Linked DNA regions of Rattus norvegicus: region 1 is linked to region 2. Evidence: chromatin contacts called from public Hi-C data. All regions are on one chromosome and are shown on one strand. The core of a region is the stretch at or near the end of the contact, and the rest is flanking DNA. Distances in the headings are between cores, read along the strand shown. Region 1 holds the start of Srgap2 (SLIT-ROBO Rho GTPase activating protein 2). Region 2 overlaps Srgap2 (SLIT-ROBO Rho GTPase activating protein 2).

Region 1 (5,286 bases), core at 1,517-4,016, 170 kb after region 2:
AAACACCTGTCAGATCTCAGCTGTCCTTCAAGGAAGCTTGACTCAAGACACCCAAAGGCAAATCGCAGCTTTTTTTCTCTCTCCCCGGAGATCCTCCTTGCCCCTCCCCCACCCTTTGGGAAAGAACTGCCAAATTACTGGCCAGCTCCACAAAGATATTCCTGAAACCCACTTCCAGTGTCTGTGGCCCCTGACACTGCTGATCATTCCAAGGCTCTGATCCACCCATGAACCCACTCTGGGGTCAACTTGCCACCTGCTCCACCCAAGAAACACGCCCTGAAAATTGGGGTGGAAACGCATGCTTCACCAGTCTGCAGAACATCAGCTTTATGCTAATTTTCAAAATCCTTACCTTTGACCTGAGTATCATACTCTGCGATGATCTCCTTATCCTTTTTGAATTTGGCTGGAGACGTCATGTTTCCCTTTTTTCTTCCAAATCCGAATTGTGAATTGATAGATCCACGGGAAAAATCCAACCACTAATATCAATTCCTCCAAGGCCACTTCTCCCGGGGGCAGAGAAATGCCCCGCGGTGGTATCCAGAGCTCCGGGAGAACACGAGAGGCGGGATGGGCAGCCGGCTACCGCACACACATGCAGGCTGTGGGCGCTGAGGCCGGGGGTGGGGAAGCGGGGGGCGGCGGCGGCTGGCTTATGTACTAAAGCCCTAACCACAGCCGCAGCATTAACCAGGAGAACTGCAGAGCCCGGAGGCTGGCCTGGGGTCTGACATCAACGACACAGGCGGGGAGTGGAAGTCCTTCCGCACAACATGGTGTAGGGGATGCGGGGGTGTGGACGCGCCCAGCTGTGTCCCTTGGAGGGAGTGGGTTTGTCTTGGGGTGCCAGGGGAGGGCTAGGCGTTCTTCGCGGTTTTTTGTTTTGTTTTGTTTTTGTTTTTTGGTGTGGTACCAGCTCAAAGATGCTGCAAATCAAATCCCAAAAGGGTGCCGCTGCAGCGCAGAGTGGATCGGAAGTCCTTTGCTCCGGTTCACAGGGCTGTAAATGCAAGAAAAGGGGGGAGGGGGCGATCAGTCCTAGGGCAGATCCTAATCGCAACAGGGGTGGGGTCGGGGATGACACTCCAAGTCCAGCTTTGGCCCATTCATCTTGGCCTACCAACGCCCGCTCTATCAGAAGACCCGGCGTGGCGTTGTAGGGAGGAAAAAGGCTCCCTCCAGATTTTGCTTCAAGGCAGAAAGAGAACACTTCGGAGCAGCCGGCAGCGCGTGCTCCGGGCGGAGACTGCGGCGGGAAAGCAGAGATGCGGGTGGGGACTGCGGCACCTCGGCGCTTTCCCAGCCCAGCTAGCCCAAGAGGGGTCCTCCTGCCTAGCCTGAGACACGGCCCCTGACCCCCGGCTGGGGCACCTCCCAGACATCTACAAGATCAATACCAGAGGGGACAAACCAGACGGGCACAACTTTTCTTCTCCTGCCGCCCCTCCTCCCAGTTGTTTTGTTTTTGGTAACTAGCTTCTCCTGGCAGCAAAAAGGGGGGTGAGGGGGGAACGCTGCAGGAAGGGCCCGCTCCGCACGGGACATCCAGGAAAACAATGTGGTCGGCAGAAGCAGGAAACGGGCTAGAGGCGAGGGTCTAAACCGGGAAAACCCGGAGATGGGAGGCAGCAGGCAACAGTCGCCTCCCCCAAGCCAGGTATGAGGGTGACTCTAAATGATACCCCCAGTATTTTTTGTCCCCCAAGCCCAGGGATCACAAATACCGCACCCAATCCCAGTCGGGTGAGAGGCATCAGTGATAGTCGCTCCAGGAGGCGCGAGAGGCGACCGCAGGAAGGCTGAGGGAAGAGCTCCAGTGCTACCGCGGGCCCCTGCCTCCTAGGCCGCCCTGTCCCCGCCGGCGCACAGGCGGCTCCCGGCAGTGTCGCCTACTCCGGGCGGCTGGAGGAAGGGCCGCGCGCAGGAAGAGCGAGCAGAGGCCGCGCGGTGCGGGAGGACAGGAAGCGGGAGGCGGGCGTGAGGTGGGGTCCTGAGGCGGGAGAGAGCCCGGGCCAGCTCGAGCCGCCCAGGCTTGGACGACCAGAGAGGGCGCAGGGAGGACGGCTTTGGGGGCGAGGCAGTGAGAGAAACCGCGGTGGACTGCAACGTGAAGTGCAGGATGTTGGCAACTTTGGGGACCCGCATGAGGTTTGGATATCAGAGTGGGTGGAGAGCCCTGGGAGACAGACTGGAGAGCTGGACAGAGAAAGCGCCCTGCAAGCCGTGAGGAACACCCCATCTTTCCGGGTCCTCGGCTGGCAGCCAAGGCTAGGAGACCAGGGACGAGGCCAGCGGACCGTTACGGCGAGGCCCCTTAGGTGGACCCGACCAGCCGTGTGCAAAGGGGCTGCGGGAGGGCGGTGTCGCCGCGTGAGGACAGTCCTCGGCAGTGCAGGGATGGGCGGAGAGATGAGCAGTCCTGAGAAGTATTATGGGCTGCACTGGGGGATTTGGAGGGCCGAGGAGGGCGGTGTGAGGACCGCGGGCGGCGGCACCGCTAAGGCGGCGCCGAGGGCAGCAGCATCCGCAACGCGTCCACCCGCCCAGTCCCGGTTTGTTCAGTCAGAGCAGCAGCCGGGCATACGGGGGAAGAAGGAGAGAAGGAGCCTTTACCTGGCTCTGCCGCGACGGGTCCCAGGCCCAAGGTTCCGCTTCCCACTTAGCGCTCTCCTCCCCGCCACCCTCTTCTACGCAGTTCGGCCCCCCAGTTCCCTAAGGAGACTCCGCCAACTCCGCAAGACCCCGCCGGGAAGCAGAGCCCACCCCTTTGCCAATCACCGCCCGCCTTCTATCGACTGACGGGGCCTCCAGCCAATAATAATAACTGATCCATAGACGCCAGGAATAGAGGCGGGGCTGACGAAACTTAGAGGTGTGGCGAACACTAGCTGCCTAGGCTCAGTCCCAGAGTGAGCTACTCCCCGGCCTGTGAAAGCCTAAAGTAGAACTGATGGGCGGGATAAAATGGAAGCGACAACCAAACACAAACTCGCAAGAGAAGACAGGACCAATCGGGACGGTAAAGGGAGGAGAGAAGTTCAGCCAATAAGCAGTAGAGACTGGCCTGGACAGTAAGCACATCTACCAATAAGAAACTCGGGGTGTGTCTTCCAAGTTCACAGGGGGAAGAAGGGTTTAATCCAAGCAGATGCTGGCCAATAAGCTTAGAGGCCGAGCTAATCTTAACCAATCAGAGAGCCCATCTGACATCGGCACCGTTACTGGGGCGCGGCCTCTGAGCTCACGTCAGGAAAAGGCCCTTGGCCTTCCAATGTGGGACTTGGTCGAATTCTAGTCCTCCCAATCCCTGCTCGGCGCAGACAATTCAAACTGACAGCGGGTTAGAAAAGCAGAGAAAGCGGAAGAAAGAGCAAAACCCGGCGTGTTCCGTGACTGACTCCGGTGCTGACCGAGCCTATTCCAAGGCCTCTCCCCTCCACCTCGCAACACCGCTGCTCACTTTGGAGCCACCGCTGTGGGAGAGACCTTAAGGGTAACGGGCAGCGAGTGCGAGAGCTGGGTAGAGAGGACTCCGAGAGCCGTGGTGCGAGGGAGGGAGCCCGCGGCCGAGCTCGGAGAGGAGAGAGCGGGACAGGTCCAGAGCCGGCGCGGAAAGGACTGAGGGGCGTTGAATCCCACGAAGAAGCCGCGTGGAGCAGAGCAGGGAATTGGAGCGCTCTGCGGGCGGAGCTCGCGCTGGGAGTGGTCAGAGAGGCGAGGCTTTAAAGGGAAGAGCCCTCTGGGAATCGCCGAATTCCCGGGCTGGGGTCAGAGCTGAAGAGCAAAAGATTCTTGAAGACCAGAGAAAATAAAGCCTGTGGCGAAGTCTTCCTTCAACTCCACTTGTCTCTCCCTACCTCGAACTCCCATTTCCCTTCCCTCCCCAGGTCAAAAAGAAGTAACATTTGCTCCTCCTACTCAATAAATACTAATCTTACCTTTCCACCAGGAAAACAGGACTCTCTTCCTAGTTTTAGAGCTTAGAGAACTCAAGACCTTCCTTAAACTCGATTGTTAGCCTGAGGAAATCAAGGTTTCCCCTTTCAAAATTCTGCATCTCTTACCTGCGCGGGACGCTATGTCTACCAACAACTGTACTTTCAAGGACCGATGCGTGTCCATCCTGTGTTGCAAATTCTGTAAACAAGTTCTCAGCTCTAGGGGAATGAAGGCTGTTCTGTTGGCTGACACTGACATAGACCTTTACTCTACAGACATTCCTCCTACCAAGTAAGTCTTACGGGTTGGCCCTTTACTGGACAGTGGATGGCATGGGTCCCTGAGAGTCAAGGTTATCATTTGGTGTTCCAGCCACTGCCATCAGTCTGATGATTCCCTTGGAGTTTATCTAAGTGGGCAGACTGTCTGGACCAAGTCTGTGGTTTGCCCAACGTGGTCCGTACTGAGGTCATGCTTCCAGGCACTTAGAGTCGTGTGTTTGCGCATCCCTTATGTTGACTCTAAGGCTCCTTGCTTCCTTTCTGAAGCAAGTCTAACCGTCACTTGAAAAGTGTGTAATGATTCATTTAAAGTGAAATTCATGATTGAAAAGAGAGTAAATTTGAACATTTTAAAATCTAGGGAAGTAAAGCTATATATAACCTCTTCGTTTGCCCCCTTGAAATCTTCTGTGAATTGTCTAAGGGCAGTCATCATTTATTACAGAGATAAATGAGGTGCGATTTTATTTGTGTATGTGTACTTGTATGGTGAAAAAGAAAGCCCTAGATGATAAAATCGTAGAACCAAATGTCCCAAAGGTTCTATGATCCAGTGTATTGTTTTAGTTAGCTATGCTCACACAAAAATTTGAAATTCTCTATCTCTACAACAGCTGTGGTCATTAAAGGAAGTCTCAAGTTGGGTTATTATTATTGGTGCATAGCATAGAATCATAGCATAGAATTTTTCTCTGTTGGTGTTATAATCACAATGGATTCATGTGCTAAATGGGTGTGGATCAGTGAACGCATTGGTTTTTAAGATTTATTTTGTCACTATGTGTATGTGTGTGTTTGTTCGAGGAGGGGTAGATACACAGGTGCCTTGAGGCTAGAGGTGTCCTCTGGGTAGGCAGTTGTAGGTTTCATGATATGGGTGTTGGGAAGTGAACTGCTGTCCTCTGCAAGAGGAGTAAATCTGCCAAATGTTTATAGTCAGCACAAATATTACCCAACTCTTACAAAAATGAACTATGGTTATATTTTAGAGTCTAGTTCAGCTCTGAATTTATGAAATTTGTGCCAAATCACAACTAAAAGCGTCCTTGGGATACTATGG
Region 2 (5,942 bases), core at 1,266-3,765:
TTAGCAATGCTAGGCTTGCTCATGAACGTTTCTGAGACAGTTGATTTGACAGACTCCATGGAATTGCTATACTGGAAGCAGTCAGATACATCAAAATCCTCAACAGTCACGATGTCCTGTATGGTCTGCAGGGTGGCCTCCATCGTCTTTTTCACCTATATCCATAATAGCCAAAGCAATCATGAGAAGCAGGCTATAAAATGGCAGGTGATAGAGCAACTAGGAGGAGCTTGAGAGGGCTATGTCTCTCCTCTCAAGAGAGCAGTAGGAAGGCAGGCAGGCAGGCAGGCAGGCAGGCAGGGATTACACTTCTCCCTGAACAGTGCTGAGTGATGAATATGACAGGAACCCAGATTCAGCACACTGCTCTCCCCAGCACACACCTAAACACCACTCTTCCTGCTGTGCACCCAATGCGGCGCTCTTATGTAATGTTTACTTTCTTCAAAGAGACTTATTTTATGTGTAAGGATGTTGTACCCGCATGTGTGTGTGTGTGTGTGTGTCTCACACAGTGCCTGGTTTCTGCTGGAGCTCCTGGAGTTGAGGTTAGAGATGGCTGGGAGCCACCATGCAGGTGCTAGAAGCCAAGCCTGTGTCCTGTGCAAGAGCAACCAGTGCTTTTGGCCACTTAACCACCTCTCCAGCTCCAAAACTTAGTTTAAGAGTTAGTGCTATTTCTTTATTATAGTGGAAGTGCAAAGGAAAATAGAAAACATAATTGCAAAACAGTATTTCCATCATATCAGAGCTAATTAAAATATGTGATAGGCTTGTCCTTCAATGCTCCTGGCACCGTTTCATGACCCACCGTTTCATGATCAAACAATGGGTTTGTTGTCCTATTTGCAAACTAAGTGACCCAGCCCTACTTCCTAGTAAAATTAAGACTTACTAAAATACAAGAAGCCATCTGAGCTCAACAGAAACCTGAATTACCTTTTTAAACTGGATTGCCTTTAAACTTTTAAAAATTTGCTTGTAAAACTGGATATTAAAAGAAAATATGCTGTGTTTAGAAAAAAAAAAAGTCACCCTCCTGTAGGAGGAAGGAGATGTCTGAAGTGTCAAAGTCAAAAGGTTTCTTTTTGAAAATGCTGGAAAAAGCCAGTCATGAGTGGGTCATTTCAGAGACTTGATATAGTTCACACCGTGGCCAAGTGCCACTTTGATTAAATGTGTAGTGGGGAGGGGCATTTTGTAAAAGCCCAAAACAGAGCACAACCTTTGGCATCGTACAAACAACTTCCTGAATACCAAGGGCAGGATGTAGCAGCAGGGAAAGCACAAGCCTCCACTGGCCAGGAAATCTCTGCATGCTCCTTCCACTTGTCCCTGATGGACGACCACAAATAGTTCAACAAGGAAACCGTGGCTCCGAGCCTCCTAGGAAGGAAACGCACGCACCTCTTCATTCTCGATCTTCAGAGTGGATAAGCGAGACTGCAGTTGTTGGCGTCTTTGCACCAGCTCACTCTGGACAGGCTGCTGGGCACAGAGCTGAGAGGCCTGTCAGAAAAAGCAACAGAAGGTCAGGAGGAGGACTCCAGAGCTCTCATTACTGCTCATGAACGATTTACACTGTATTGTATCCCAACTAATGGAAGGCTTGCAGTCTTCACGTGAAAGGGGAGGAGAATCTGTTTGGAAAGACCACGTTTCTCTCTTTGTAACCCACAGACAGGCAGGTGATGGCAGGGTAGGTCTAGCAGCATCTGCAGATCTAAGGGATTCTGAGGAGGCTGGACCAGAGTGTTTCAGGCAGCTCCAGCCCAGAAACCAATGCTTTGGCAGTGAAGTTCCTGCCAAAGGTCCAAGTGGTCACCTCTCTGCTCTTCCCTCCTCCCACTTCATCCACTAGAGTTAGAAAGAAGGAGAGAAGTGGGCCGGGAAGCTAAGTTGCTGCTGCTGGCAGCCTGTATGTTTATAAATCTGGACCATGCACGAGAGCTTTGACTCAATGGGAAAGAGTTCATGTGAATATGGGAACAAGTTCTTAAGCCCAAGTTAGAAAGCCCCAGAAGGCATGAGATCTGACAGAAGAAACTTGACATCTTTTAGATAGCCATCATTGTGGGGTCCCCTGCACCCCCCATCCCCAATAAACCAACTTTATCCTCTGTGAAGGAACGCAGACCTAGATAAGAGTCTCTTGATAAAGGTAAGGCTACGGCATGAGGTAATCTGATAATCTCCTGGATGACTGATGGCAGGCAGAAGGCTGGGAGGTGAAGGATAGGACCCACGTGGAGGCAGTGCCTGTCACCTTATTACCAGAGGAGACATCTGGATAGAACTGGGCTCCTTTGCCCTCAGCAAAGACTGAGCAGACTCACATACTTGTAAACCATTTGCTTACTCAAAAAACTAAAACCTCTTCAAAGGAAGGGGACTGGAAATTGACCCTTTCCCCTTTGGTATTTGAGATTCCGATCTCCTCTTCAGCTGAGAGGCTTGCTCAAGCTTTGCAGCTGATTTCACTATGGCTTTTAGAAGTAGACATAATGGAGAAAGCTTGTTGGCCAGATGGGTTACTGCCAAGAATGAAATGTCTGTTTCTGGCCCTGATGTCATCAGTCGTGCATCCAGTGCCCCTCAAACCTCTGGGTGCAGCAACAGTAGAAACAGGCACCAAGTCCTAGTGCATCTGAGAGCAGCTGACATCAGTCCTATCTACCTGTGGCCCAAGAATACCAGGGTAGCCAATTTCAGAGCTTCCATTAAAATGCCACTGAACTTTGGTCCCATTTAAAGGACTTCCAGGCAGCTCCTTCCTTCTGCCTATATGTTAGCAGGGCCCAAGAATGATTTGACATCTCACTCTAAACTAGAACGGGGAATTCTGGCCAAGCCACCAATCAGCTGTATCATACACAGGACAAAAGAATGAACTCTTATTTGATAAAGTCACCTGGCCTAGCATGGAAGAACTAGAGGGAAGACATCGCCTCCAACGCTGTTTCTTTAAGAAGCAGCGAGCTGCTGACGCATGCTTTGTCAGTGACCTTTCGCCAGGATGCAAGGCAATGCACCCCATCTGTGTACAGAAATGTGGTTCTCACTGGGCAAGGAGGGCCTGAGGGCCTATCATCGGGATTCCCCTTCATGGACACATGCTGTTTGGCTCAGAAGAGAACTCAGATAATCAACCAGTCCCTTCAGATAGTCCCAAGTTCACTTATTTTGGGGAAAGAATCTCAACGGCAGCTGGAGAATGGCTTAGAAGACAAACCTGAACAGAGTCAACACAGGTGAAGCCTGGGCTTCCTGGAGGCTGGCAGTGCCCCTCTAACTTTAGCTAATGTGATGCTGTTTTAGTTTCCATCTATTCAGATGCTGGCACCCGCTCAGCCACAGCAATGGAAACAAACTGGAAAGGGCTGGTTTTCCCCAAGTAGAAAAGGAGAGGACAGAGATGGGCTACTGCAGTGTGGCCAGCCTGTGACAGTCAACTGTCTGAGCAGCACACTACTACTTTCAGGTAGAGCGAAGCTTCTAGAGCCCAGACTCTAATCCAGGGACCAGAGCACCATGCTGATTTGTGGTCTCTTCTCATCTACTCCTTTTGGTCTCACTAACTACTGTGGGGAACTGAGGAAGCTCTTGAGAGAATCTGTAAAAGGTGGATGAAATCCTGAGTGAACGTGTATTGTTGACAAGGACATGGTCATGTCAAGGACTAATGTGGTATCGTCCATCAGAGCTAGCCCAACCTACCCAGCCCCAGCTTTTCTGTGTGTGTGTCTACTTTTCTTCATTCCCCGGTCACCCCAGTCAGGTTTCTGGAACACAGTTACTTGGGAGAGGGTGGGATTCTCTCTGGGAGAATCATCCACTCTACACTCTACAGCTCAGGTTGGCTGGATTAGATGGAACATGAACTTAGGCTCAAGGATAAACACAACAGTCAAAACCAAAGAGATATACTGAAGGGTCTGAAAGAATGGAACAGTTTACCTGACAGGAAGCCCCTCTCCTTCAGATGCAATAAAACTATACATAAGTCTAGTACATTCAAGTCCCTTTGGGGAAAGGTGCAAGGTAGGGAAAGGCCTTACCATATCTCCCATGTGGGGCTGGAATTCAAACTTCATAGGGGGGCAGAAAACATTATTGTACATCTCCATGAGCCGCTGCTTGTCACTGGTGGCATCTAGGTTTTCCACTGCATTTTCAATAGCATCCAGACCTTCATGTTTTGATTGTTCCAGATTTAATTCAGCAGACAGAAAAGTGCGTAGAGCCCGGTTCAGGCTAGCATGGTAGCCGAGGTCACAACACTGCTGTGGGAAGGAGACGGCACACACATAAGCATACCACAGACATCCCAGGCCTGGCAGCAAGGGAAGTGGTCTCGGGTAGATCTGACCATATCAAGGGACTGACTGACTGCAGTAGGAAGGAAGCCGAGATAACAATTTCAAAGCCTGGGTAAGATTCCTTAGTTCTTGCCCCCAACTTTAGTGGCTAGCAGACCATGTAGGGCACTGAGGTGGTTAGACAGAAGAAGATTCATAAGAAACAATGACAAGAGTTAACCAAATGATATTTCATAAGAATGAGAATAGTTAGAGAACTCTGTTCTGTTTTCTGGTTTGTCTGGGGGATGTCATGACAACAACATTCAACAATAATACAGCCTGCCTCGATTCCCTAAGGGTTGCTGTGGTTAGAAGTCACTACATAGCAAGCTTTCCAGGCCAATGGAGCAGTCAGGAGTCAAAATCTGGAGGGCTGTCTCAGCAGTAAACTCACATTCACTCAGCTCTAAGTAGGTGGGAGAAGGAGAACGGAAGGTTGCTTAAGTTATGACATCAACTTAGTGATCTGGGACAGGCTTGAGCTGAGGAAAGCTAAACCAAAAAGTCCTAAATATGAGCGTTACCGGGAAGATTCTTATCATGCTTCTGATTTTCAACAACAAAAATGAAAAGACAAAAATGCTATGAAAGAGGCAATTGTAGGGGTTGGGGAATGTAGGTCAACTGGAAGGGGTTTGTCTAGCATGCATGGAGACTTAGGTTTGATATCCCCCAGCACTGAATAAACTGAGTGTGGTGAAGCAGACCTGTAATCTCAAGCACTCAGGAGGGGTAAACAGGAAGGATCAGAAGTTCAAGGTCATCCTCAGCTACAAAATCAATTCAAAGCCAGTCTCTGTCTTTAAACAAATAACAACAAAACCAGAGGTAGGGGAACAGTTCAATTAGTAAAGTCCTTGTGGTGCACATGAGGAATTGTGTTTGGTCACAAGCCTATGTGGCTGAGGTGTCTAATCTAGCACTGAAGAGGTGGGAAATGGGCCTTGACGGTTAGCTAGCTAAGATGAAGTTTTGAGAATCCTGTCTCAAAAAACAAGTTCAGGGCTTGAGAGATTGCTGTGTGGTTAAGAGTTCTTACTCCCTTTTAAGACTTGTGTTTGGCTCCTAGCACCCGTATCTGAAGCTCAAAACTGCTTGTAACTCCAGATCCAGGAAATCTAACACTCTCTTCTAGACTCACATGGGCACCTGTACTCAAGTGAACGTATTTCTCTCTCTCTCTCTCTCTCTCTCTCTCTCTCACACACACACACACACACACACACACACACACACACACACGGAAACAAAACAGTAGAGGCAGAATCAAGCTACCCTGGCAAAGCTACTCCTATCCCATCCCCAGACCTGTGTCCTTGACAAGCCAATGAGCAAATGTGACCAGTGTAGTGGTTTTCAAGTTGTAGATCACAGCTCTCAAGTTCAATGTCAGCACCCAGGTTATCCCTGAGAAGGGCAAAGGTGGTGACCCAGCTAGGAGGTCTTGGACCCTTTTTATCTTTACCTCAACGAAAACAACTCTGCTCATAATAAACTCTGATTCTATGTGTGGTCTGGTTTGAAGAATAAGTTCTTAAGAACAAGTCTAAAAAACCCCTTTGGATTAACTGTAACCCCCAA

What was found. Hi-C and Micro-C count contacts between places; a contact is called where the count stands out from the background.
Region 1: a contact with region 2 is called in a Hi-C map of Schwann cells, with 4 times the contacts expected there. The contact joins the promoter of Srgap2 here to the enhancer-like site in region 2. A contact is called at or near these places in 4 of 12 Hi-C or Micro-C datasets (Schwann cells, frontal cortex, hepatocytes and 1 more) and 1 of 1 datasets of contacts at active chromatin or transcription factors (oligodendrocytes).

What each region holds. Positions count from the first base shown.
Region 1 is chr13:45,516,564-45,521,849 of GRCr8, forward strand. It overlaps Srgap2 (SLIT-ROBO Rho GTPase activating protein 2), which reads right to left and starts at 2,767. Exons shown (of 23, transcript NM_001401376.1): 1 at 2,620-2,767; 2 at 356-1,006. The coding sequence starts at 422. It overlaps Fam72a (family with sequence similarity 72, member A), which reads left to right and starts at 3,377. Exons shown (of 4, transcript NM_001081451.2): 1 at 3,377-4,236. The coding sequence starts at 4,085.
Region 2 is chr13:45,347,831-45,353,772 of GRCr8, forward strand. Srgap2 (SLIT-ROBO Rho GTPase activating protein 2) reads right to left here. Exons shown (of 23, transcript NM_001401376.1): 8 at 4,059-4,283; 9 at 1,408-1,509; 10 at 1-155. Among named protein-coding and RNA genes, the nearest start is that of Ikbke, 61 kb to the left of the region's middle. Within about 2 kb of position 2,516, at least 5 of the 93 cell types and tissues checked have an H3K27ac peak or open chromatin away from gene starts, as enhancers often do. A contact at or near this core is called in Schwann cells, where this site is marked.